Regions from separate parts of the Anas platyrhynchos genome. Here region 1 is linked to region 2. A link is a contact called in public Hi-C data. All regions are on one chromosome and are shown on one strand. Each heading gives the region's core, a stretch centred on a gene start, on an enhancer-like site or on the middle of the called end of the contact. The rest is flanking DNA. Distances are from core to core; before and after follow the strand shown.

Region 1 (3,400 bases), core at 195-2,694, 92 kb after region 2:
GATGACTAATGGGAAACAGTTGGAAGTTTCCTACAGTGTAAAGAGCAAATATTTTCATTAATGATCTAGATGAAAAATAAGTAGGAATTTACTTATCATGTTTGCTGTTGATGAAGCAGGAAGGCTTTGTTATGAGAACCAAAATATTGTGCAGAAAGCAAAGGATGAGCAGTAGGAATAAGATGCACTTTAGCAGCATGAAATGGGAAGACATCCATTTATAAATTCTTGCTTATACATCCATTCATAAATACTTGTTTGTGGATAGTTCGTCATAGGCTGCTGGCTATGGTTTAGTTTAACCTACACACTAAGAGCCGAAACTGGATGAGGATTTCTCCCCCAGTACATGTTTCTTACCGATTTTCTGGTAACGAAACTTCTCAGAATATAAAGAATTTCAGCAAAACAGCAGCTAAGCATGAATTGGGCATGTATTCTGAAAGGCTGCTTCTAAATTTTGGTGGGTGCTCTAAGGCAGCCTTCTAGTAGGGACCAGGGGAATAAAAAGCGAGATAGCTTTAAAGTGTCGTGTAATCAGCCCATGAAGGAGGTGGCGTGATGTATCTGTGACAGCAGCAAATGCAAATCTGCAGGAAACAAGATCTAGGCTGATGCCCTGTTCGGATGGTTTCTAGCACATCTAATCGCTCACCTCACAAATTCTGCAGGTCTGGCAAACTGGAGAGCAGGCTGGACATCAGAACAGATGATCGAGCAGTTGAAACAGCAGCGTGGTGCTGCTGTAGAAAATCATGTGTTCCCTGGGTTGTTTTGGTACCAAATACATGTGCACAGTCAGCATGACTGGGACATTTTCTGCTCTTCTGGCTCAGTGAGGCTTGCTGTCGGGTGTTTGCGTTAATTGTGCTAGAGATGCAATGGCTGTCTGAAAGACAGATAAAACTGCAGTGTGAAGAGTGGGTGAATATTAAGTCTTAACTTATTCACTTTGGGATCAGCAGAGAAGGTAAGCATGGTGAGAAGCTCTTGATACTTGAAGATTCTTGAAGATCGCATGAAATACTCTCTGTGCAGGAAGAATGTGCAGTTTAAATCAAGAATTGGCCCTCACCTTCCATGGCAAGGACCTTCCTTTTTGATCAGGTCCAATCATGTCCAAACATCCATGTTTCTGCGGTGGGATAGATTTAGGTGCAGTCCGCAGAGTTAAGGTTTAAAGGCCTTGCTCATCTGTGCAAAGCAAAAGTTTTCATGGAAACAAAGCTGAGACTGTAAAGACAGCCCATTGCAAATGTCAGCACCTCCCCCAAGTTTCGGTTGCCTTCTGTAGTTTAGATAGTATGTGTATGTGTACATGTAAAAGACTGTTCACCAAATGCTGTTGAGCAAGCAAAGCCTCCCTCTGTTGGAGAGGAGAGAGAATGACTTTGGTTAGAGCAGCCAGTTTTCAGATGACTTTGCCTTCCTCATGGTCAATAAACAATCTCTGTGTCCTTGGGAGCCCATGGTCAGAGATAAAGCTCAGCTGTTTGCAGAACAAGCACTCATAACTATTCCTGTGCTCTCACGCAGGTGGGTCTCAGCTGGAGGTGAAACTCGTGCTGCTTTGGAAGCACAACATGAGGATAGAGTACTTAGCTGTGACACCCTGGCCGCTGGACCCATCAAAGCGCAGCACGTGGGTAGAGGTGACGATGGAGGGGAGCTACGACATCTTGCACGACATCAGCTGCACCATGAGGAAACCCATCACCAGTCTGTACCGCACGACAGTCATCCGGCGCTTCTGGAACACCTTGCAGAGGTGAGCTGCACCATCCCTAGCAGTTCTGGCTCCCTTGTAACCAAAAAATCCCCTCCTTGGCATGCTGGGGCATGGGTTATTCAGGTGGCCTTTCCAACCCAGGGTCCCAAAGGAATGTGCTTCCTAGGCATAGGCACCACTGGCAATAAGCTTGCCTTCCGGCCAAAGAAAATGTTCAAACTGGCCTGTGACCTAGTCCATAATGTTGCTTCATGGCTAATGTACTGCTTCTTCTGAGTCCTGATGCTGTGATGTGAACCTTAAGTCTGACTGCCATCCCATGGAGGTGGTGTGTTCCTACAGCTCTGCCTTGCTCTGAAGGCTTGTGCTGCAGTAGGTTTATATGCAGTAGCTGTGCTGCACCGTGACACTAGGAAAATCCCTTGTGTCTACTAGGCCTGAGGGTTATAATAATTTCCTGGCCAGGGTGACCATTGCTCCCTGCTGCTCTGCAGATTTCTTCCTTAGCATTTCTTTCCTAACTTTGATCATTTGTCTTTTGAGCTGGGGCAGACAGGCTCCCAAGACACAGGGAGTGTTGCACGTACAGCCACTGGCTGACGGAGGCATTGAAGGGGAGAACATGGGTTTGTGTGGCTAACTGCCTCTTCTCTTTCAGCATCAACCAGACAGATCAGATGTTGGTTCATCTGCAGTCTTTTGACACAGTCCCAGAACACTTCACCATTCCTGAGAGCACCAAGAATGGGGTGCCTCTCTTCTACATCCCCCCAGGCTCCACCACTCCGGTACGTCCCCTCTCTGTGCTGTTTAGTGTAGGGCAGGTTGTTCCTCCTGCCTGTTCTGTACTGCACCCGGGCATGCTGAGTCCCAACAAGCAACAAAATTCTGTAACTCAGTCTTCATCTCTTGCTCTTTGTCCCAGTCAGTAACAGTTCAAGTACAATTCAGTACCTGTGAATGTCCCATCCCATGATATTTCCCCTCTGCGACATCACTCTGTCCTTATAGTTGCAGGTACACCTCTAAGCCTCACAGCAAGTCTCCTAAGCGTGCTGCAAGGCCTTCTCTTGCAGTGATGTGTGAGACTGATGGGCAAGGTGACGCTACTGCCGTGTTTTTTTCAATGATATGCATAGAGTTGCTGCTGGCAGCCTTGTACCCTGGTGATATATCACGAGGTGAAGATAGGTTTTGCTAAATAGCTTTTATTTAAATAGGCTCATTGCTCTGAGCACTTGTGAAGGGTGAAAGACGTATTTGTCACCAGCACAGCAGAAACAAAACATTATGAGCTAAGTTTCCACTGTGAAGTTCACAGAGCAAAAGTGCTAACATGCTACCTGATCCTTGCTAGTAGTGTCCTTGGCTTTGGCGGAAGATGATGACTAGCAGATGGCAAAGTTAGGAGAGCTTTCATTTAAATTTCATTGCTCAATCCCTTTACTCCTTAAGCTTTATGTAATAAATTTACTCTCTGTATGAATATACATCCCGCGGTGTGTCTGGAGCATCCCATCTTATGGCTAACCACTTTATTCCTGTGTCAGCAGTGTTGCTGTAGTTGGTGGAACTACAGTGTTACCATACAAGCATGCTAGAGTTGCCAAGTGCCACCTATTGCTGGTACACTATTTGCATGCGCTCTCTCAGGTGGGTTTTCTCAGTGTT
Region 2 (3,458 bases), core at 52-2,551:
TGTACTATCACAACACCTTCAGCAAGATTCTTTGTGGTATGCTGTTAAAAAATTAGAGCTGAACTTTTACAGGTTGAAAACTGATTAAAAAAAGAACAAAAGTTGAATACATGGCCAACTTTTCCTCATAACATAATGTTAACAGTAGGTGTCTCAAGTCTACATCCGCTTTATATATTTCTTAATAATGTGGAAGGGGTGTTGCAAAGTGATGTCAGTCATAACTAATGAAAAAGTCTTTGAAGAACTACAAGGAGATACGGATCATTTAAGTGAACAGGCACATGGTGGCAAGTGAAAAGCAAAATAATTCACCCTGGAGGGAGGAATGGGATTTCTTCACATTAATTCTGGATTAATTGGATCAATCCCAGAACAGCACCTGAGCTTCCCTGTTGAATTGTCAGAGAAGATGATGTCTTAAAGTGAAGCTGCAGTCAGAAAAGCAAAACAAAAATTAGCTTATTGAGGTAATGTGATTAGAATAGTCATGTTTTGTATCAGATGTACTGTTGCTTTTATCTGAAATGCATAAAGTTCTGACTGCTCTAGTTCCACAAGCATATAGTATGTTCTGCTTCTTATTCTGATCCTACGCTCTCCAGTGTCCTTCCGAAGGAAATGAGGATACATATTGCTGAGCTATCGAGATAGTCCTGTACTTTTCTTTATAAAGCACATTGTTTTTGCAGGAAAATGTAAGTCTGATTAAGGAAATTAATGACTTGCGGCAAGAACTGAAGGCGGCCTATACCCAGGTACATGACCTCCAGTCAACACTAAGGTTAACCAAGAAGAAGCAAGCAATTCAAGACCCAGGTGAATAGTGCTTCTTGTGTTTCCATATTGTCAGGGCTCATTCCAGAAGCCCTCTTTGTCCCTAGTGAGCAATTCTGTTACTGCCCTTGTATTGAAGCAGCTTGTCTTGCCTGATGGCACCTGTTATATTGTAACATTCTGGTGAATACTGCAAAATCTTACTATTTGGCTTTACTCCTTCAGTTCTGAAAGATGCTTATTCCTTCCTTGTTCCAAAGAACTGTAAGCTAGGCCTTTGTTTCTATGCTCTTTGTTCTCTGTTTTTATCTTTTAGCTCCCTCCAGTGAACTGCTGTCCAGCCCAGCTGTGCTGAGGTTGAATGCACAGAAGGAAAATGAGAAAATCATAGAAATGCAGCAGCTGGAAATTCAATACCTACGAGACCAAATCAAGGAGAAGGGGCAAAGCCTTGCAGGTCAGCCTCTGTTGGATGGAATGTTTCCTAAGCTGAATCTGGAAAGAAGCCACAAGACACAGCAACAGTGACCTGGCTCAAGGACACTTTATGTTATTATATTCTCCTGGCAACATAAGAAATACAACAGCATAGATTAGACTTCCGTGACCATATACTCTTCCACTAGAAGCATTTGTGCAGCACACATTGCTGAGGACACAAGGCATCAGTCTTACTCCCCTCCTCCTTTCCTGTAAACTGTCCTTTCCTCTCATTTAAGCACGCATGTTCTGAAGTCTTTCTGCCAAGGAGTCAAGATAAAAAATAAATATATTTGTGTTAGTGCAAAATTGATCTTTGTGCCTTCATAATTGGGCAGGTATACACTTGAAAGATATGTGTCCTCATGTGTCTTGAAAAATATGTCCTAGTTCAGGACTGCTGGTAACTCTGTAAACATTTCTACTAGAATTCTAATTGTATTGTGCTACAAAAATCACCACCAACCTTCTGTTTTCCAGTATTTTGTATATCCATACAAAGGGCTGCCTGTATTTAGACAGGAATAATGTCTCTTATTCCAAGGAAGCGTCCGGTCCCTGACTAAAAATCAGTCACACCGTAAAGGCAACCTTTACCTAGTGGTCGAGCACACTTGAACTGGAGCCCTTCTTTAAGCCTCTGCCTCATGTCTTTGGATGTGTTGTCTCCTCTGTTAAAATCATTTCATCAGGACAAAAACATTGCCCAGTTTCAGACTCCAAAATCTCCCATAAAGACCAAATCTTATGTCATACCTCACCTATAACTTAGATAATTTCACCTTTGTTTTGTCTATTTTCCAACATCTGTAACTGCTTTAGTTCTTTTTTTTTTCAGTGAAATTATTCTTAATAAAACACTTTTGAAAATACTGATACATAGAAAATAAACAAGGAGTCATTTCTCTAATCATTAGGGAAAAAGTAAATTTTTCATCCTTTGTTGTCAGCACATGGATACATGCCTGCCTCACTGAAGAATTCTGTGCATGCTTCAGAAATTTTTAGCTACTGATTGAGCATGGGAGCTATATCATGTTATAACAGCCACTACATTATTGTTTCTGTTTTTTATCCTGAAGTATAGAGAAGTGACAAGAGCTTTCTAAATGCTACTAGTATTATTACACTGAAGATCAAGGTGCCAAGGCTGGATAACATGTAACCTGTGTTAATATTTGGGATGCTAGACAATTCCAGGCTAACTCCATGGTAAAACAGATGGTTCCATGACCACCTATGACCTAGGAGACTTCAGCTGAGTGCCTTGTCCTTGAATGTTGAATAAAGCTTCCTTAGTCTTACTTCTTTCATTTTGTAGCTTTAACCTGTGTGAAGTGTAAGTTTTACGGGAACAGAAGGAAGAAGTTATGATGGAATTGGTCTCTTAACATGCTAGCTTAATACCCTTTCTTCCTCCCTCCCCCCCCAATATAATCATCTTGATACTTCCTGTACAGAAAGAGGATGTAATTAATGTAATTAGCAAATATTTTAGAAACTAGTTCCCTCTTAAATTTTCAGAACACACCCATATAATTTGCTAGACTCCCATGTGGTATAATTTTCCCCTCACTTTGTAGAATAAATTGAGTGGTAGCAGCCACTACTTTAATAGATGTGGTTTAGAGAAATGGAATCAATCTTTCTGAAGAAAAAGAACCTTGTCCTAATAAGAGGAAGAAGCATATGCAGGTGAAGAATGATTTCTAAGTGGTGATTAATATGCTTAAAAGTATGCCCGTGTGTCACCCTCATTAAAAAGATGTCATTTTAAAGATGATACAAAGCCTGATGGATGAAGCCTACATAGACAGCTGGCAAACTTGGTTCAAGAGGATTTTGAACTTGCTCATGGTGGGTAAGAGGTGACTAAAACATTGTTCGTCAAAGGAGAACACTAAAGGTCAGGCATAGCAAAATGTTACAGCTGGCGTTTATCAGAGATTCACTGGGAAAAAAAATATTTTCCCTCTGTACTAGGAAAACAAGGCCATGATCAATCTCCTACGCATGTGCTGTAGAAATGCTTTCAGAATTAAGTTTTAACTTGATTATGGTTTGGTATTCTGATGGTCTTCTGAATTTCTCAGGGTGCAAAGGTGCTTTCTGCTTTCATCCTCTCTTGGTCTGTGTTCTCTGATGAGCATCTCATGCTTTTATAAAGTTACATGCCACTTTTTAACGTGAATACATGGCCA

What was found. Hi-C and Micro-C count contacts between places; a contact is called where the count stands out from the background.
Region 1: a Hi-C map of F1 follicle shows a contact between it and region 2, with 3 times the contacts expected there. The contact joins two enhancer-like sites. A contact is called at or near these places in 4 of 8 Hi-C or Micro-C datasets (F1 follicle, skeletal muscle and subcutaneous adipose tissue).

What each region holds. Positions count from the first base shown.
Region 1 is chr8:28,310,242-28,313,641 of IASCAAS_PekinDuck_T2T, forward strand. It overlaps SZT2 (SZT2 subunit of KICSTOR complex), which reads left to right. Exons shown (of 72, transcript XM_072041466.1): 10 at 1,537-1,768; 11 at 2,388-2,517. Among named protein-coding and RNA genes, the nearest start is that of MED8, 13 kb to the left of the region's middle. Within about 2 kb of position 1,445, at least 2 of the 8 cell types and tissues checked have an H3K27ac peak or open chromatin away from gene starts, as enhancers often do. A contact at or near this core is called in F1 follicle, where this site is marked.
Region 2 is chr8:28,218,395-28,221,852 of IASCAAS_PekinDuck_T2T, forward strand. It overlaps CFAP57 (cilia and flagella associated protein 57), which reads left to right. Exons shown (of 22, transcript XM_072041705.1): 21 at 693-819; 22 at 1,094-2,135. The coding sequence ends at 1,305. Among named protein-coding and RNA genes, the nearest start is that of TMEM125, 2.5 kb to the right of the region's middle. Within about 2 kb of position 1,302, at least 3 of the 8 cell types and tissues checked have an H3K27ac peak or open chromatin away from gene starts, as enhancers often do. A contact at or near this core is called in F1 follicle, where this site is marked.